Linked DNA regions of Mus musculus: regions 2, 3, 4 and 5 are each linked to region 1. A link is a contact called in public HiChIP or PLAC-seq, Micro-C and promoter capture Hi-C data. All regions are on one chromosome and are shown on one strand. The core of a region is the stretch at or near the end of the contact, and the rest is flanking DNA. Distances in the headings are between cores, read along the strand shown.

Region 1 (3,532 bases), core at 23-2,522:
CGGGAAGTTCTGAGACGACTCTACCGTGGGTCAGAACTGTGACTCAGAGTCCACTCTTTTGGCTTCTAATAAAAGTCCTGAAGTTGCAGCTCCAGGTTTTCCCAGGGGCCGATGACCGGGGAGGGGTGCCCTATACTTACCCTATACCCGCAGTCACTATCTGAGGAGCTAGCCAACATTGTAGACCATCAGCCACTGGTCTCCCTTAGGCTTGCAACAGGGCTGCCAGCAACCAACAGAGGCAGCATATCTCCTATTTCCTTTTCAGCGACAGCAAAGCACCTTCCTCTTCTCTAACCTTGGGCTGTGGGAAGCTCCTCTGGTGCCTTTGAGACCACGACCAGTAATTATAAGCCCACCCCTGTGGCAGACTCCAGGAAATAATGCACCCCACCCCCGCTGTTGCCCCCAGACATGGTTTCTCTGTGTAGCTCTGGGTGTCCTGGAACTCAACTCTGTAGACCAGGCTGGCCTTGAACTCAGAGATCTGCCTGTCTCCGCTTTCCGAGTGCTGGGATTAAAGGCATCGATAGATCCACTGCCTGGCACCAGTTAGTCTCTTAACGTTCCTAGTCCAAGCATTGACTGGGAAGGATGGGCTGATTTGGGTATCTGACCGCCGTGGAGACTGTCTTGCTGTGTGTGCTGGTTCCATTTGTTTACCGCTGGCAGCTTTGTTTGCTCTAGGCTACACTGGGGGCGCACGCGAGGGGCCGTGGCGGGGGTGGGGGGGTGGGGGTGGGGTGGGGCTCGTTCTTCTTGGCAAGAGGGCCGAGTTCTGCACCCAGGAAGAACCGCGATGGGAAACCTTCGCCAGAGAGGCATGTTTCTAACCACTGCCCACCCAGTGGCAGACAGTGGAGAGCAGCCGAAACAGCAGGACCCGAGGGCAACTTCCAGATGGTGAAGGGCGGACCGGGGTAAAGTCATTGCCTAACCTGCCCCAGGTTTAATCTCCAAACTCTGAAAACAAGTCGTTTTAGGTCACTGTGTAACAGAAAGGAGGTATTTAATGGTGAAGCGAGAGGAAAGAGAGTAGTAACCCAGGGAGGGAGGGAATGGAAGCTGGCTTGGTGGCCAAGGTGGCCAAGGTGTTTGACACAGGGCAGCTGAGGGTAGCCCAGGAATGCGTTGCCCTGTCCCCTCTGGTAAAATGCGGGTTCTCCGTGGGTCCGGTTGTCTCGGCTGTCCTTAGAGAACGCGAGTCGCCGCTGTCACAAAGGCGCGGGTTCCAGGGCGGAGAACGCGGGGTGCGGAGCTGGCTGCCACTTAGACACACGAGCCGCCACTACCGGGAGCCGCGGGAGCCGTGGGTGGTAAGTTAGGGTACACACAGCGCCCCCTGCCGGGGATGAGCAGAGGTGAGGCAGGAACCAGCCACTGCCACCATAAACGCTCCCCAAACTCAAAGAGCTATATGTGCTCTCAAGCGACTGTGTATTTATTTATTACGTATCCATTCACTTACAGCACAGACTGACCTTGAAGTAAAGCTACAGCCAAAGATCTTGACCTCATGATCTTCCTGTTTCCACCTCCCGCGTCACTCAGGCCAGCACCACCACGCCCACCTTTTGTTTTCTTTTTAAAACAAATTGATCACGTCGTGAGGGTGGCTGAACCACAGCTCAGTTCCCCACAACACTAAGCACACAGTAGGCGCTTGTTTGTATGCCAAATCGACTTAGACATTCACACTGCCACAACTCTCATGATTTATAAGTCCCCAGAAATTTCATTTCAAATTGTCTCATGAAAAGTTCTTCCTGTCTGGTGTGATAGGACGCGATCCAGTGACATCTTCTGGTCTGGCTAAGCCTTGAGGTTTTGGTGTTTATGGTTTCTCTCCCCATGCTAGTATGATTCATAGAGCCCCATGGAACTGGCTGACCTAGATTCCCCAGGTTAAAATTCAGTTACTAAATTCTCTCCAGTGTACAACAGGAATTACTGGTCCACGGAAGTGGGAGGGGATTATGCAGATTAGGGGAGGGCGTGGCCCTCCCCACTGTCTAGATGGGGAACTGAGGCTCCAGAGAGCAGCACAGATGTACCTGAGGTCCGTTAGAGGCTGGGCAAGAATGTGAATGGAGAACCTGGAATTCCACATAGGACCTCGCAGTTTCTGGGACACAGTGGGCCTAACAACCCTTTGGGGCTTGTCTGCTAATGTCCCCACTCCTAAGTGCCTCTGGGCAGGTAGCATTCAAGTTCTGATATGATAAAATGTTCCTCTGGGTTGCTGGTTGCTGGTTCCTGATCCTAGAAGTGGGGTATGGGTGGGGTAATCACAGCGTAGGCAGGGTTTCAACTCTGTTGTGTGTGTGGGTGTGGGATAGGTATGTATCAGTGGGTAGTGCTGGCCTAGCCTGCATGAAGTACCGGATATGGTAGCACATGCCTCTAATCCCAGCACTTTGGAGGTGGAGGCAGGAGGATCAGGAGATCAAGGCCAGCCTTGGCAGCATACTGAGTTTGAGGCCAGCCTCGACTACAGGAGACTCTGTCCCAAAGTCAAAAAAACCAAAACAGCTCCATCAGGTTGATCATCAGAGGCCTCTGTGCCCCTTTCCTTTAGAGATGTGAGGAGAAGGGTAAGTGACAGGCTGGAGCCATCTGCCCAGGTCCTAATAATAAACTGGGGAGCGGAAGAAGTTCCGGTGCGATCGGATCTTGGGGGGAGGGGCTCTTGTTACACCCGGCGCCATCTGCTGTGTCCCCTTGTATGCCAAGCTGTGGGTGGAAGGGGACTATGGGAGGGAGGAGAGGCGCATGGGTCCTCACTGCCAGCAGGGTGGCCCACTTCCTTTTTCCTCTCTCATTCTGGGCAGGACATTGCAGACAGAGGAGACAAAGAGAGACGGAGAAAGAGGTGGGCTTGCTGGCTTTGACCTCCAGGACCCAGTGTCTAAGCAGAAGGGAAGCTCAGATCCATCTCAATGCCAGTGGTAGGTGACAACAGCTTGTCACTCAATGTCCCTTCACCTACCCATCATCCCTACCCCACCATCCTAACTTTATAGATGGGAGGCCAGAGATAGTGACTTTCTCAAAGTCTCCCAGTGGTGTAGGACTTAAACTTAGGAACCTCATGACTTCTCAACCCAGTAAGACACTACTCCATCGAGTTTGACTTGTCACCTGGCAGCCCAGGGTGGGTCTACCCTACGACAGACAGGCACATGCCATCACCCCAGGGTGGGCTTCCCTTTGTCCTGGGAACCCCACCTGGAGACTTCTCTGGTCACCTGGGCCTCCTCTTTCTCTATCTTGCCCTGAAGAAAAAATACAGATGGACTACCACTGTAGGTCGTGTGGGCATCCTCTTTCTCTGTCTTGCCCAGATGAAGAAAGTCAGGAGGAAGGGCTCTTCAGGCCTTTCGGAACTTTCCGAGAAGGCCAGGGAGCAGCTCGCCCAGGCAGAGCTACGGAAACTGAGGCAGCAGTTCCGCAAGATGGTAGACAGCCGCAAGTCCTTCAACTTCCGCCACCAGCGTATGATCGCCGGCCAATAGTAAGAGGGGTGTCCTGG
Region 2 (3,708 bases), core at 1,003-3,502, 510 kb before region 1:
CTGGGGCTTTCAAAGGGCAGCACCGTGCCTGCGGTTGGTGGAGGTCGGCTGGGCCCGGGGAAGCTGATGTAAAGAAGATCAGCCCTCTCCGATCTTCTTTGGCCACTGAAATATTTCTGAGCTCGGTCTCTCAGGAAGAGGAAAACCTCTTCCCAGTAGCATCGGTGATAAGGCAGGTACCTTTTCTCCCATTGCTGTCCAATGAGTGTATGAACAGACAGAGAAACTGAGGCTCGGGCAGGTTAAGTGACTTGGCCAGGAAGATGTATCCAGGATTATAGAATAGGCCACCTCCGAGCTTGGTAAATGGCTCCGTGGGCTAAGTGTTTGTCGTGAAGGCAGAAAGATACAACTTCGACCCACAGCACCCACGTAAAAAAACTGAGCATAGCAGCAGGTGCCTGTAAGCCCAACACTGGGGAGGCAGAAACTGTAGGATTCTGGGTGCTTGATGGCCAAGCCAGTCCAGCTGTAAGCTTCAGGTAGCTCACCCCTAGCCTCCACATGCACACAGACCCCCTTACACACCAACAGGCACACACTCAGAGGCCACTCTCACTCTCTGTAAACTACAGCAACACCACACACGTCGTCAAAAGCACCATCCTTATCATCATCAGGGAAACGGGAGCCAAAGCCACAATGAGAGAGCACTTCACACCCACTAGGTTAGTTCCAGTCTGAAAGCCACAGCATCGCCCGTTGGTGAGGATGTGGACAGAGTGGAGACGGATGCTCTAAGGTGAAAAGGTGAAGCTGCCACAGAGGACAGTCTAGCAGTGCCTACCAGGGTGCATGCAGTTGTCACATGACCTAACAAGTCCCCCTCTCCCACCCCAGCCCCAGGTAAACCCAGGAGAGATTAGGACATATGTCCAGGTAACAAAGAGAGAAGCAACCCCAAGTAAATCTGGTGAATGAGTAAGAAGTCTCTAGAGGGCTGTCTACTTATATAGTATTGTACTTACATACAGTGGAGTGTTATCCAGTCATAAATAGTCTACAGCATCAACACACTCGCTCTAACACATACCTGAACACTGAAAACATGCTAAGAGGAAGAGTCAGTCGCAAAGGACCGCATGCCATGTGATTCTATTTATATGAAATATATGTGTGTGTGTATACATACACATATACACATACACATACACATACACATACACATACACATACACATACACACATACATACATACATACATACATACATACATATGTAAATCCACAGGAACAGAAAATGGATTGGTGGGTCCCTGATCTAAGGGACAACCTTTTAGGCTGATAAACAATGTTCTTGTTTGGTTGGTTTTGTTTTTCAAAAAAAGGGTTTCTCTGTGTCGTCCTGGCTGTCCTCGAACTTGCTTTGTAGACAGACAGGCTGGACTCTGCCTCCCCAGTGCTGGGACTAAAGGCATGCACCACCACACTGGGCTGAAAATGTTCTTGATTTTGGTGACCGCTGCACAGCTCGACGAATACATGGAAAGCCATGGACATGAACACTGTAAATCAGTGAAAGTCCGGGGTACACATTTTGTACCTTCATAAGAGGTTTTTAAAGGACCTCCAAGATGCTCTAAAAACGACATTTGCAAACCTGGTTCTATCTCTCCTAAGCAGGAGGATAATTCAGAGCCCACAAGGGAAATCCCCTTATCTCTGTGGGAGCCCAGGGTGTTGGCCTGTGTCTCCCAGGTTCCCCGGGCATGCCCTGCCCTGCTCGCTCATCTTGGCAGGCCTTGGCTGCAGTTGAAAAGGCCAAAGGGAGGCACACAGTCTGCCACCCTCTCTCTCTGCGGCTTCCTCCAGCTACAGCCAAGCACAGCTTCCTCTTACTGTTTCCTCCCAGCGGGCTATGAGAGTGTGTCTCAGATTTAAGGACCCACATAGAATCCAGCCAGTGCACCAGCAGCTGCCTCGTGGGGCTGCCGACGCTGTACAGTGCTGCAGAGATCGGCCCATCCCACGCCCCGCTTACCTAATGTAGGAAAAGACGATCATGTGCAAGACCCACTTGACGGTGCCATAATTCGTGCTCTGGATCCGGGTGACTTTGTTTGTCTCATACTGCAAGACATCGTTCCAGCTGCAGCAAGCCGGCATGGCGACAGGCTCGCTCTGTTCAGGCTGGACTTGGGCTAGACCTACTTCCCAGGCTAGACCACAGCAAACCCTCACCTAGGAGCAGCCAAAGGAAACACACCGATTTCTCAGCAGGAACGGTTAACTTCCAGTTCCTCCAGTGACTGCAGCGGGGGCGGGTCCTGGCAACTGCCCTGAATGTGAGTGGAATAAACAAGAACCAAGTCCTACAGGCCTGGCTGGCAGATGACCCCGCCCCGCTAGCCTCCCCCAGACGCCCGCACAAAGATGGTGTTCAGAAGATGGGCATTTTTAAAATTCCCCCTCCCCACCCCCTTTCCTTGTGCTCTTTTGGAACTCATTTCATTTGAGAGAAAAGGGCAGTCCTTCAAATGTTGTAAGACCCAGTGTGACTCAGACAAGGGCCTAGATGCGACCACTGCCTCAAGCCCCCCCACCCCCACTCAGACCCATCCATTTCTTTTGTTGCCTGTTTGAGACCTGTTCTCAAGCAGCCAGGCTGACCTTAGATTTGTTACTCACTCAAGGCTAGCTATGAACTTCTGATCCTCCTGCCTCCACCTCCCGAGTGCTGGGATTATAGGTGAGCCCCACCGCACCCCACAGAGATTATCCCTTTGTTTTCCGGACAACCCTTTGTTCAGTCCACATGTACAGGTGCACCCGATGACTGAATGGCATCTTTGTCCTCCGCTGCTCCACGGGATACTCTGGTCTGCCAAAGATGGCTGCCAGATCAGATTCATTGTGGGATGGGAAGATTATATCCACGCTTGTCTCACTCTCTCCTCCATCTACACTTCATCCTGCTCGGGACCCGGGAGGTCATCTCATGGTCCAGTCAGTCCTAGACCACCAAGAACAAAGCTGCATCCAGTATCCCTCCTGACCATGGAGACACCTCATGAGAGAGGACCAATGCTATCTCCAAATAGTAGAAGAGGTAGCCTCATTGTAGAATTCTGAGGAAGGTGGAGTTGAGAGGAAATCTTGTTTGGTTGATTTTTTTTTTTTTTTTTTTTTTTTTTTTTTGCTGTGCGGTTTTGTTGTTTTATTCTCTATTTGTTTTGTTTTGAGACAGGGTCTCGTGTAACTCAGACTTCTCTGTAACTTACTGTGAGGCTGAGACTGACCCTTAAGCCTTCATCTTTCCCACACCTCCAGCTCACAAATTCTGGGACTATAGTTGCGAGGGACCACACCAGGGCTGAAACCCTGCTCCGACAGGCTGTAGGAAAGCAGGATGTATAAAGCAGGCCTTTCCCACACGGTTTACACAGTGGATCGGTGGTCCTGGGTGATAAAGACCCGATCGTCCTCAAATGAGGCACCTGCAGAGCCTGGTGTCTGAGGCTCTGTCCTAACGTGGCTATGGCTGCTGCTTCTCTGAGACCTGGAATCTTCCAGGCACAAGTGGGATGTTAGACGTTAGAGAAAGGAAGCAACAGTCACTCAGGCGTTATCCCTCCCTAGGGAGAAAGAACCATCTCCCCGCAAGCATCCCAACCTACTGCTGTCTTGCCTGCTGCATTATGGGCCAGGCAGACTTACATGTTTCCAGCCTAACTTAATTTGTACTTTCTCCTCCTTATGATCTACATCA
Region 3 (3,988 bases), core at 847-3,346, 370 kb before region 1:
ATCTACAGTGTATTTTCCATAGAAAAGTGCTAGGGCAGCAGAGACCCTTGAATAATGTGATAGTAGGCATCCTGGGGAGGGGAGCTGCTTTAGATAATAAAGCATCTTTCCGGGGGGTGGGGGGGACTCGGGGATTTAGCTCAGTGGTAGAGAGCTTGCCTAGCAAGCTCAAGGCCCTGGGTTCGGTCCTCAGCTCTGGAAAAACAAAACAAAAAAAACCACCAAACATCTTTCAGGAGGGGACCGGACAAGGAGGAAGATGGCCTGAGGGAAAAACTGGGAACCCGTGTTGTAGGGTGCACCTCCAGCCCCTGAAGGAGGGGACTACAGAACAAAAGCCAAACCCAGTGAGCATCACAGACAAACTAAGAGAGGTCATGACCTTCCTACTCTCAGTGCCCCTTGCTGTAGGTACGACAGAACTGGAATCCAGCTAGGAGGGAGACCCACCAGCTCTCCATCCCTCCCACCCTCTCACCCCCCACCTCGCAGGCAGTCACCTGATCCTCCAGAAGAGGCTGTGACCTAACCAGTTTCCACCTTGCTTCTAGGGAGTGCATTGCTATACACTAGAATTTTTGTTTGTTTGTTTCGTGTAGGGTTCTGTTGGTCCTGTTCCAAGTATCAATCAGAACTGCGTGCCAGCCTCCACTCCTTGGAAATAATTAAATGAAGTGACGTACTTGATTTTTTTTTTCAGTCGGGTAAAGCACCATGATTTGCATCTGCTGAAGGAATCTATCTTAAGTCTTGAGGCGGAGCCTTGTGGGACGTCTCAAGTGATTGGGGGGGGGGGGTGGCGTTGCTAAACACTCAAGAAGATGAAATGCTTTATTTTGCAATCTATGCCCTTCATGAAGCCGCATTTTGTGAAGATATTTGCAAATTCAATGCAAAGGGCCTCCTCCCTGTTAAGTATGGCTTCCCACATTCCTCTGCTTTTTAAATTTATTTTGTATGTTTTAGACAAGGTCCAACGTGGAAGACTGCTCCTAAACTCCTTCAGTGTCTGTCCATGACCTTGAACTCTTGATCCCGTGGCTTCCACTTCTGTTCGTGGGATCACAGGCGGGCTCCGTATAGCCTCTTTATATTGGCAAAATTACCTTGCATGCTAGGCTCTGTACAGACCTCACAGAAACAACAGATGATCTGTGGTTTAAGAATAGATTTGGGATTGAAGGCTCCTTCTCTCGCATTGGGGGAAGTGGAAGTCTTATATAGCAGCCATCATTTGGAAGCCAAAGCCAAGCCACCTAGCATAGCTGCTACAGCATAACCTGTGACTTCTATGCAGACGTGTGTCAAAGGCTGTGTGAGCTACTAAAAACGAAATAAAACTTCCTCCTTCCTCCCCCAAGAGTGGGATTCCCTGTCGGGGCACAGAACCCGCAGGGGAAGGAAGGGCTGGTGTTGGCGTGCGATGGAGATGAGGCTTTCGGCTGGGGGTGTGGGATGCGGTGTTCCCGAGGCGACAGATGAGCGCTTTTGGCTGTGTGGGAAGGGAACTGCGGAATTCCTCCCCTTGGTTGCTGAGGGGGGCTCTGAAGGAGACATTAGGATGCAGAGCACGGCTCGCGCTGCCCAGGACGCGGAGGCAAGCCAAGGACACCAGTGCGAGCGCGCCTCGGCCCCCCTGCGTTCCCGAGCCTCCCTGCCAATGCGCGGTCCCAGCCAGTCCCCAACCTCAGCGGCAGGGCAACCAGCACAGAGCGCCCACCCGTGAACTCCGCGCTCTATCCCCGCGCGCGGTCGATACGGGAAAAGCCGTGGCCCCGGAAAAGTCAGGCTCACCCTCCGCCCGCGCCGGTGGCCGCAGCGCATCGAGCACAGCGTGGACGCAGAGGTGGCCCTGGCCCCGTGCGCGCGCACAGGCGCCGCGCGCGGCCTCGATCCGGGTTCCTGGGGGGCGGCGCGCGGGAGGAGGCGGGGCCTGCTGGCGGCGTGGGCGCGCGGTGCGCGCGCGCGGGAGGGCGCCGGAGGAGGGGGCGGGGCCGCGCCGCCCGCGCCGCGCTGGGGGCTCTCTCGGCCAATGAGCGGCGTCCACATGCCGCGGCGGCGGCGAGAGGGGAGGCAGCGGCGGATAAATGCTATTAGAGCAGCCTCCGCGGAGCCGTCCCCGACGCCGCCACCTCCCGTCTCCTCCGCCGCAGTTCCCTCCGCCGCCGCTGTCGGGGGTGCAGAGCTGAGGGGCTCGGGCCGGCGCGCCGCGCAGCTCCTCTCCCGTCGCCTGCCTCGCGGTTCCCGGCGCCGAGGGCTCGGCCCGGCGCCGCTCCTCATCTGCGCCCCGTCTCCTCGGCGCAGCGCCCGGGGCCTGCGCTGCCCGCGGCCGGCTGGCAGCTGCTGAAGCGACCCACACTCGCGGCGGGGCGGGAGGCTCGCAGTCCCTCGGGCGGGCTCGGCGAGGCCGGGCCGCGTGCGGCGGTTTCTGGGGGAGGGGGCTCGGGTGATTCAGCGCCCCGGTCAGGCGGAAGCGGCCGCCGCCGCCGCGGAGGAGGAGGAGGAGAAGAAAAAGGAGGGGACAGCTGTCCGCGCCCGGGCGCCCGCGGTGGCACGAGCCCGCGGCCGGAGTGCGAGGCGGTAGGCGAGGAGGCCGCGGGGACGCGAGGCGAGGCCGGCCGGGGCCCCCGCAGCCATGGAGAACGCTCACACAAAGACCGTGGAGGAGGTGCTGGGCCACTTCGGGGTCAACGAGAGCACGGGGCTGAGCTTGGAGCAGGTCAAGAAGCTCAAGGAGAGATGGGGCTCCAACGGTAGGTGCGGGGCGCCGGGGCTGCAGCGGCGCGGCGCGGGCCCGAGCGCCAAGGAAGATGGCTGACCCGGCTCCACCTCGTGGGGCTTGGCTCGGCGCGGCGCCCGACGGCTGCGAGAGGCCGGGCGGTCCACGCGCGGGTCTGGGCCATCGCCGACCTCTAGGGGTCTCGAGCCGGTGACCTTCCCGGCCGGCGCTCAGCGAGTCGGATTGGGGGGGGGGGAGAGGGAGTGGGAAGGAGGGAGGAGGTTCCTGCGGCTGGGCTGAGTCCCCCGCGGATTTATGAGGCGTCGATGTTGTTGAGAAACCCTCGGACCGTTTCTTGTGCTCCCCAAAGTTGCACATCTGGCAGAAGTGATGACCCAGCTGAAATGACTGCATGGTCCTGGAGGCCGGAGAGGGCTTACGGGCAGTTCCGAGGCCACTGATTACCAGGGCTGAATAATTTTCTCGGGGTATCAAAGTGGAGACAGATTGTTGTACGTTCATACACCTATATCCGCCATTCAGACAACGATGGTGGTGAATTTAGCAGTTTTTAATAAAAGCGCTAATACAATATCTTCATTTTTCTTTCTGCTTTCCTCCTGACACGTTGCTGTCGAATTTCGGCCTTCTAGAATTGCCGGCTGAAGAAGGTAAATAATATTAACATGTTATTTTGGAGAGATGATGTGTGCAGGCTGATTGATGTGGACAATTGAAACAAATGGTTTGTTTTTTTTTTTTTTTTTTTTCCTTTCCTTTTCTAACAGGAAAAACCTTGCTGGAACTTGTGATTGAGCAGTTTGAAGACTTACTAGTTAGAATTTTACTGCTGGCAGCATGTATATCTTTCGTAAGTATTTAAAAAATTATTTTGTCTCCCCATAAAAGTTGAAAGAATTTCGTTGGGACACCAGAAAATAAATAATTACCATTGAGTTTCCGTGTTTAAAAACAAACAAACAAAATAACTCAAGAATTAGAGGGGGGAAAATGATAGAAGCTGTTTTGCTTAGGTTACAGTGCAGTGAGAGGTGACCCCTGACTGCGCAGGGTCTCTGGAATTCTTGTGTCTCACCAGTTTTTAGTATCAGAAAGTTCCTCACTCTAAGTCCTTTTCTGTTGGGGTTCTTCCATTTGTTATCATGTTGTAAGATCACACTACGATGATGTTGGGCACTCTGTAAATAGATCGTACAAAAGGAATATTCCAGTTGCTTTGCCTTCCTGGTGGTGGCAAGGTGACAGTTG
Region 4 (3,835 bases), core at 984-3,483, 310 kb before region 1:
TGTGTAGCCCTGGCTGTCCTGGAACTCACTCTGTAGACCAGGCTGGCCTCGAACTCAGAAACCTGCCTGCCTCTGCCTCTGCCTCTCAAGTGCTGGGATTAAAGGCGTGCACCACCACTGCCCGGCACATTCTGAATTTTGATACCCCTAATTAATGTCCAATGAAGAAGGTATAGACAAGGAAACTGGTTAGTATTTTGACCAAGATGACAGGTAAAAGCTGTATTCAAACTTCAGAATTTAAGTTTTTAATTACTATAGTAGACAGAAACACAGGAACATACTTAGCAATAGATTTTAAAAAGCAGACTGTAAAATCTCCACTAGACGTAACCCTCTGAAGCCATGGGGTGTGGGCAAGCACAGGAGAGCTGTACAGTCAGCCTGGGTGCTGCTCGGATGTGGGCTGGGGAAGAAGGATAACTCCGCTAATGTGCTTTAGGAAAATATGTCAGGAGTCATGAATTCACAAACACCTTCTCTCGTTACTATTCTCATCCTGCCTTCAACTGTGGGCACGCGTGTTTGCAGACCTGCCACACAGGCCCTGCCTCCTCTCTTTCCCTCCCGTGGAGGCCGAGCACCTACCTCAGTGCTATACTGTACTGGTCCATCGCTTCCTGGTACTCGTTCACAGCTACTAGGAAGTCCCCCAGGATCCGATGCAGGACACAGTCACTCTGGTTGGCCAGCGCATTTCTCAGCAGAGCAATTCCATCTTCATATTTCTGTTCCCTGCCTGGAGAAAGACAATCTTCACGCTCAGTAGTGCAGTCACACCCACTGTGACATGACAACTTTCTCAGAGATACCCTCAAAGGCGCTACAGGGCTTACAAGGGGCCTGTGCATGCGGTCTCTATTTCACTGGGAAATTGGCATGAGTACTGCATCTTTAAAAACCATGTGTTACATTAACTTATATGGAGGGGCAAGCATGCCACACACAGCACGTGGTGATGGTCAGAGGGCAATCTGTGGGAGCTGCCTGTCTTACCGTGTAGGTCTCAGGACTGACCTCGTCAGTCTTAGTGGCATCGTTACCCAAACCACTAAACCTGTTCCCTGAAACTTCAAAAAAATTTTTTCTTTTGCAGACAGGCTGACCGGGAACTCACTCTGTAGACAAGGTTGGCCTCAAATTCACAGATCTACCTGCCTCCCAAAGGCTGGGATTGAATGCGTGCACCACCATTGCCCAGCATATATATACTCTTAAACGTAACAAAAATAGAAAAGAAAAAAAAAGAATTCAATTTTATTCCCAAACCAGTGAAAGCACAGAGATTACCGTGGGTCAGAACAAACGCCCCCACCTCCTGTGATAGCCCATGCTGCCTCTGGACTCCGGATGCTAGCAAGAAGGCCAGTGGCCCTGCAGTAGAATCCCGAGCCAGAATACCCTCTTCATAGCATCATATAAACTTAGGAATGTGCCAGAAGCAAGAAGAACAAAACTCAGAGAATTCCCATGGCTCAGAACTAGTCAACTGACCGAAGGCTTCTGGACCAGACTAAACTAGTTCAAAAATAAAGTGAGATGAACACAACAACTACCAAGTGGTGTTAGCTGGTTTAAACCAACCCAAGCAGGTCTAAGCCACATCTGGCTGTGTAAAGCACTTTAGCAGGCTCAGAGCTGCTCGGTCATCTGTAAGCCTCAGGGAGAGGAGGATGCTGCGGGGGAAGGACAACAGAACATGCAAGTGTAGTACTCACTGAGCAGCTCTGCTTTCTTCACCACGGCCTTGACGTAGTCCGGCCTCTGCGCCAGGGCTTTATCTAACAGAGTTTTGGCTTTCTCCTGGGTCACTGGATCTTCCAGACACACGGTGGCTAACAGCGTAAGCGTCTGAGCGTTTGCACCCAGAGTTTTGTAAACATTGTTGGCCATCACCATTGCTTCTCGGATGCTGTTAGAAGCTAAGTAACACTCTATGAGACCTGAAACACAGAGAGCAGAGATGCCAGGCAGGATGGCTCACCAGCCCCTCCTGAGCTCTGCCCCAGGCTGCGCCCACTCCCGCAGCGCCTTCCTTCACTCTAGTGTTCTAAGGAGCTGTGAAGAATGACCCAGCAAGGCCCTCTAGCTATAAAAGCAGATTTTTCTTTTTCTTGACTTCAAATTTTTCTCTTCAACTTTGACCTCATCTTCCTGTTACGAGGCAGACTGCTGAGCTTATTGTTAATTCCTACGACGAGGTCTAGAGGGACAGGATCTTGGAAGAGCTATTTTAGTGTCAGTGACTCAGTCACCAAATGTCGCTAAACCTGGCACAGCTCTGCTGGGCTGCAGTGACATCCAGCCTCAAAAGAAATATTAACAATAAAAACTGTTTTAAAAAGCAGCTCAGCTGCCCAGGCTGGAGAAACTCAGAGTTCCGTGTCACAGCTGCTGCTTTCCCCAGCTGCCCTGCCTCTAACACAGCACAGCACCAGCAAACTCTGACCAACACCACTGCCATCTGGGCGCAGCTGTCAGGCCGACACCGCATCGGCAGGTCCCCGGCTTACCTTCGTAACAGTCCAAGCGACAAGGCGCAAGCCTGATGGCCTCCCGAAAGTGTATGATGGCTTCCTGGACCCTCCCCATGTTCCTAAGCGCCGCCCCCTTGAGTAACAGAGCCTGGACGCTGTTGCTGTTCAGCTGGATGGCCTTGGCACCTAAGTACAGGGCCCGAGAGTAGCGCTTGCTATAGAAGCTGTGGCATCTGGGGAAAAAAAAACCACAAGTTCTCTGAGAGAAGCCTCTGAAGAAGGCTTAACACCAGACTATAGAGAATTTCTGAATCCTAGCACTTGGGAAGCCGACAAACTGTCTTTAAAAACAAACTAGGGCTGGTGAGATGGCGCAACAGGTAAGAGCACCGACTGCTCTTCGAAGGTCCTGAGTTCAATTCCCAGCAACCACATAACCATCATAACCATTGGAACGAGATCTGACTCCCTCTTCTGGAGTGTCTGAAGACAGCTACAGTGTACTTATGTATAATAAATCTTTAAAAAACAAACAAAAAAGCTGTCCAAGGTGCTTGCAGGCAAGCCTAGTACTTCCTAAGACCTACACTGCTCTTGCTAATTGTTCTATGACTTCCAAATATGTGTGTCAGGTACTGTGGCTCTGTGCTGGTGCGCCTCATCCCTGCCCCCAGAGGCACTGGCATTGTCTCTGCTCCTGTGCCCAAGAAGTTACTGATGTTGGCCGGTATAGATGACTGCTACACTTCAGCCAGAGGCTGCACTGCCACCCTGGGCAACTTTGCCAAGGCCTCCTTTGATGCCACCTCTAAGACCTACAGTTACCTAACCCCCAACCTCTGGAAAGAGACTTGTGTTCACCAAGTCTCCTTATCAGGAATCCACTGATCATCTTGTGAAAACCCACAGCAGTCTCTCTTCAAAGGACCCAGGCTCCAGCTGTGGCTATCAATTAAGAGTTTTTATACAGCCGGGCAGTGATGCGCACACCTTTAATCCCAGCACTTGGGAGGCAGAGGCAGGTGGATCTCTGAGTTCAAGGCCAGCCTGGTCTACAGAGTGAGTTCCAGGACAGCCAGGGCTACACAGAGAAACCCTGTCTAGAAAAAAAAACAAAACAACAACAAAAAAGTCTGTATACATGATCACAATTACAAATTATGCTTACAGCTACAAGCCAGAGATCAGTAAAGAAGCAAAACAAAACAAACATAAGCTAACCAAAAATTAACTGATATTCTCTTTAAAGAATCTCTTTTCAAAACCCCTATTAAAAATGGGGAGAAAGGAGAGTGAACCCCATACCCGGAGACCACCCAGGGCTCTGCATGCTGATCAGAAATGTTGAAGAGGCGGCA
Region 5 (3,962 bases), core at 847-3,346, 420 kb after region 1:
GTAAAAAACATACTGTTCCCAGAAGAATTCCCTAAAACCTCGGCTCTGATTCACCCTAGGGGTTAACTTCTGCTGTAGAGGAACACTCTCTGGAAACGGACAGCAGGACAATGCGGCTAAGAAGAAAACTCCGTACAAGAAAAATCCCCTTGCCCACCTCCTAAGTCCTGGATGTCTATTTAAGGAGGAGGCTGCTCCAGGCCCTGCCAGCCAGGCCTAGGCCAGAGGGAGGCACAGTAGTGCCTGTAACACAGGGGCACAGGGGAAAAGGACTTGCATGCCCTTGGTAAGCTCTGGCGGCGGCGTTTCCCAAGTTAAGGACACCGGCCACAATGGAATGGAGTCTATTGGCATCTGCCTCTCCGTTTTAACACTAAGCATTTTCTTAGTTCGTGAAATACGAACTGACAAGCACCCCCACCACTCCCCACCCCCGCACGCACACACCCTCCAGAGTCCAGTCACACAGGACAGCACCCCAGCCTACCAACGAGATCGGGCCCAGGGAAGGGGAGAGGGGGACCAGGGCGCAAGCCAACACTCGGGAGTTGTTGCCTTCGGACCCGCACCAACTCCTCTGTTGCGGCGCCTCACCCCTAAAAATTGCAGGAACTGGGCCGGGGGGGGGGGGGGTTGGGAGGGAAAATGCGGTGCGTGTCCAGAGCCCGCGGCCAACCCACCTCAAGAGTCCGGCCCTCGCCCACCTCTATTCAAAGGCGCCTTCTGCTCCGCGGACGAGGAACAGCAATGCGGATCGGCCACCACCCGCGCGCAGGGGACCTTGCGGGGAAGGAGGGAGGCGGGCCTGGAGGGAGCCGGGCACTCCCACCCCTTCCCCAGTTGGGGGGGGGGAGGGGAAGAACGGCCCGCTGCGGGAACCCCGCCGCCCCAGATCTAAAGGGGGATGGGTGCGTTAGGCCGCTGGCACCCACCTCGCCTCCGTCGCCCACCTTCCCAGGGTCTGCGGGGCGGGGGATAGATATGCAGGACACCCGGCTTGACCCTACCTGGGGCGGCTGGGCCTCAATCTCCCCTCCTCCCTCCCGACTCCCCACCCGGCAAAGAGGCTCATTTCAGGAGAGGATCCCCCCACCCCCTGCGACCCGCACCCAGGCTCAGCCGCCCTTCTATCGGGGGGGGGGGCGCAGCAAGGGGGTGGGGCGGGATACCAATCGCCCCTGGCACACCCGGGAGGGGCAGGGGGCCGCCAGGGCCGTCCATCTTGGCCGTCTGGGGGGAGGGGACGCGATGGTGCGGGAGGCTGGACACGGCCCGAGAAGCCCGAAGGAATCTGCCGGCGCCTCCCGCCCCTCCGCGGGCCCCCCGGCACATCGCGAAGCCGGCCGGTCACGGGGCGCGAGGCGGGGGAGGGGACGAGCGGCGCGGGATCGGCCCGGCGCGGAGGGGGCTGGGGGAGCTGACACCCACCTGCCCAGGCCGGGACGCCCGCCGCCCGCGGCCGCCGAGGAAGACGCCACCGGCGCGGCCGGGGCCGGCACCACGGAAGCCGAGGTCACCGCGGCCGAGGCCGGCGCGGCGCCGGGCGACGAGAGCAGGCCGCCGCCGGGCTTGCGGCCAGTGGCGGGCGCGGGCGGCTGCGGCTGCGGCTTCAGCGACATGGTGAGCGGCCCATACACCGGCTCGCACGCCGGGCGGGGACAGCCGGGTGCCGGGCGCGCCGAGGAGGAGACGCCGGAGCGCGGCGGGGACGCGCGGACGCCGGGCGGGCAGGCGCGGGCCGGCGTGGCCGCGGGGGCCAGAGGCAGCAGGACAACGACGAAGGGGCGGGGAGGCCCGCAGACACCGAGCAGCCGCCGGGAGCCGGGCCGGGACGCGCCGTGGCCGTTGCTACCAAAACAGTCTGAGGCGCAGGGTGGCGAGCGCGGCCCGCGGGGAGGGGCGCCGGGGCCGCGCGGGGGAGGGCCGGCGGAGGGATACGCCACCGCGCCGCCCCGCCCGCCGCGCCGCGCCGTCCGCGGGAGCGAGCGCCGCGCGGCCCAGCCCGCCGGGCGGCGCGGCTCGGGGTCCCCCGCCGCGGGCCGCTGAGCGGCGGCGGTGGACGAACGCATGGGACCCGGGCTGGCGGACGCGGACGGGGTTGACGCGGGCCTGGAGGGCGCGGAGATGCGAAACAGACCCGGGGCGGGGGAGGTGTCGGGGGTGGGGGGGGGGACTCTTTACCGGAAGTCGGAAGGGTCAGGCGGAAGTCGAACGTGAGACGGCCCGGGGGGCCGATCAGGGACACGTGAGGAGCGGGGCGCAGCGCTGGGCCGCGTTCGCTCTCCCCGGGGTCGAACTAGGGCCGTGGAGGGGGCCAGGAGGGATCCGCCCTCGCCAAGGCGGGTCTGAACTTCGGGATCTGCTTCGGGGACGGGCGCCGTGAGCTGCTCGGGTGTCCTCGACCCCCTTGGAGGACCTTGATTTCACCCCACCCCCACCCCACCAAATCACAACTTAGAGGATGGCCTGCGGGCACCTTCGGGGCGGGGACCTGCAATCGGGGCCTGGCACACAGTAGGCCCCCAGGTGCCACTGCGTGCCGACTTGCCCTGCCAGCGTGGGGAAGCTTGCCGCCTCAGAAGCCACCGCCAGCTGCTTCACTTTGCCCCACTTTATTCACCCCGGCGAACTGTTGGGTCTCTGACCTTCATTTGAACCCTCTTTTTTTTTTTCCCCCTAGCTCGCTCGGACTTCTTAGTTCCTCCTTCAGGGGACCCGAAGGGAAATGGACCTGATTGGTAGTAGAACTGGGTGATGGGGTCTCCCTCGGTGAAGACTAAACAGACTTTCCCAAGAATGTCAACTTTAGACCTTGACCCCTTTTAAAAACTTTTACTTTAACTCGGGAAGGCCACCAAACACTGGTCCGTTTTTTTTTTTAAGGTGTTGTAATTAAATTGGAAACAAATGGTTAACTTTTTTCAAATGAGTTTAAATTGGTTTTTTTTTTTTTCTTTCTTTTCTAAGTGAAATTGCTTAAGAAGGTGATGGGCCGAGGGAAAAAAAAAAACCCTCAACCTATTAAAGTCATTCCAGTGAATTAAAGGCAGGCATGGTGTTCTTGCCTGTAGTACGAGCACTTGGGAAATGGAAGGAGGATTAGACAGTCAAGGTCATCTTCACCTTCATGAGGGAATTCTAGGCCAGGCTAAGCTACAAGAGACCCAGTCTCAAGAAGGGGCAATTCAATGAAGAGTTACCCCTGGTTATGGCACATGCCTTTAATCCCAGCTCTGGACAGGCAACTGGATCTCTTGAGTTCCAGACTTGTTGGTCTACATGGATTTTTTTTTTTTTAAGTAGCTAGCAGATAGCTCAGAAGGTAAAGGCCCAGGCTGCCTAAGCTCACCACCTAACTCTCAACCCTGGAGCTGGCATGTGGAAGAAGAAAACTTAAATGCTTGGAATTGTCCCCAGCCCTCCACCCTTGGATTGTGCCACACATATATAAGCAATATAAGTATGACCTTGTCGGTGGTGGTTTTTGTTCTTGTTTGGTTTTTTCCGAGACAGGGTTTCTCTGTGTAACAGCCCTGGCTGTTCTGGAACTCACATAGATCCACCTGCCTGCTGAGATCAAAGACCTGCTTCACCATGACTGGCCATAAATATGACTTTAAAAAAAAAAGAGAGAAAAATGGATCTGGGGTGTCAGTTTTAGATAGGGAGTATAGCATTGCCTCTCCAGCTCCACACCCCTGGTCCACCTGTGAATAATTAAAAAGAAAAACTTAGAACGTATATAAGAGTTACTAGTAGTCCAGTTGAAATTCAATTAACCTACATAGCCCAAATAAAAATTGTCATATTTGGTGAACACTTTCTAAAAGGTCATTGTTATTTCCCAAGAACATGGAGAGAGGGAAAGTTAGCCTTCCTAGATGTGGTGGTCCTTGAAAAAGTGACCCTGAAGAAGCCTGACATGAAAGCAAAGCCTTGAATCCCAGCATTCGGGAGATAGA

Evidence for each region. Promoter capture Hi-C pulls out the DNA fragments that hold promoters and counts their contacts. A called contact is a pair of places that touch in the nucleus more often than the background predicts. HiChIP or PLAC-seq counts read pairs in DNA pulled down with a chosen protein or histone mark.
Region 2: a contact with region 1 is called in a Micro-C map of embryonic stem cells, with 2.6 times the contacts expected there. The contact joins the promoter of P2rx7 here to the promoter of Ccdc63 in region 1. A contact is called at or near these places in 4 of 39 promoter capture datasets (cranial neural crest, embryonic stem cells, erythroid cells and 1 more), 6 of 484 Hi-C or Micro-C datasets (B cells, the Ba/F3 cell line, Th1 cells and 3 more), 4 of 115 datasets of contacts at active chromatin or transcription factors (T-cell acute lymphoblastic leukemia, bone marrow-derived macrophages, memory CD8 T cells and 1 more) and 1 of 9 other capture datasets (adipose tissue).
Region 3: a contact with region 1 is called in a promoter capture Hi-C map of erythroid cells, with 18 times the contacts expected there. The contact joins the promoter of Atp2a2 here to the promoter of Ccdc63 in region 1. A contact is called at or near these places in 4 of 39 promoter capture datasets (cranial neural crest, erythroid cells, neutrophils and 1 more) and 4 of 115 datasets of contacts at active chromatin or transcription factors (the 230-238 cell line, extraembryonic endoderm stem cells, large pre-B cells and 1 more).
Region 4: a contact with region 1 is called in an H3K27ac HiChIP or PLAC-seq map of cardiomyocytes, with 4 times the contacts expected there. The contact joins the enhancer-like site here to the promoter of Ccdc63 in region 1. A contact is called at or near these places in 1 of 115 datasets of contacts at active chromatin or transcription factors (cardiomyocytes) and 2 of 9 other capture datasets (adipose tissue and pancreatic islet).
Region 5: a contact with region 1 is called in an H3K4me3 HiChIP or PLAC-seq map of embryonic stem cells, with 13 read pairs. The contact joins the promoter of Atxn2 here to the promoter of Ccdc63 in region 1. A contact is called at or near these places in 5 of 115 datasets of contacts at active chromatin or transcription factors (the SCID.adh cell line, bone marrow-derived macrophages, embryonic stem cells and 2 more).

The regions. Positions count from the first base shown.
Region 1 is chr5:122,129,705-122,133,236 of GRCm38.p6, reverse strand. It overlaps Ccdc63 (coiled-coil domain containing 63), which reads left to right and starts at 1,272. Exons shown (of 12, transcript NM_001384199.1): 1 at 1,272-1,316; 2 at 2,832-2,948; 3 at 3,282-3,514. The coding sequence starts at 2,940.
Region 2 is chr5:122,642,471-122,646,178 of GRCm38.p6, reverse strand. It overlaps P2rx7 (purinergic receptor P2X, ligand-gated ion channel, 7), which reads right to left and starts at 2,252. Exons shown (of 13, transcript NM_011027.4): 1 at 1,981-2,252. The coding sequence starts at 2,105.
Region 3 is chr5:122,500,333-122,504,320 of GRCm38.p6, reverse strand. It overlaps Atp2a2 (ATPase, Ca++ transporting, cardiac muscle, slow twitch 2), which reads left to right and starts at 2,096. Exons shown (of 20, transcript NM_001110140.3): 1 at 2,096-2,753; 2 at 3,373-3,390; 3 at 3,508-3,590. The coding sequence starts at 2,636.
Region 4 is chr5:122,438,194-122,442,028 of GRCm38.p6, reverse strand. Anapc7 (anaphase promoting complex subunit 7) reads right to left here. Exons shown (of 11, transcript NM_019805.4): 7 at 3,783-3,835; 8 at 2,514-2,710; 9 at 1,719-1,943; 10 at 589-739. Among named protein-coding and RNA genes, the nearest start is that of Anapc7, 18 kb to the right of the region's middle. Within about 2 kb of position 2,233, at least 21 of the 459 cell types and tissues checked have an H3K27ac peak or open chromatin away from gene starts, as enhancers often do. A contact at or near this core is called in adipose tissue and cardiomyocytes, where this site is marked.
Region 5 is chr5:121,709,743-121,713,704 of GRCm38.p6, reverse strand. It overlaps Atxn2 (ataxin 2), which reads right to left and starts at 2,096. Exons shown (of 25, transcript NM_009125.2): 1 at 1,429-2,096. The coding sequence starts at 2,069.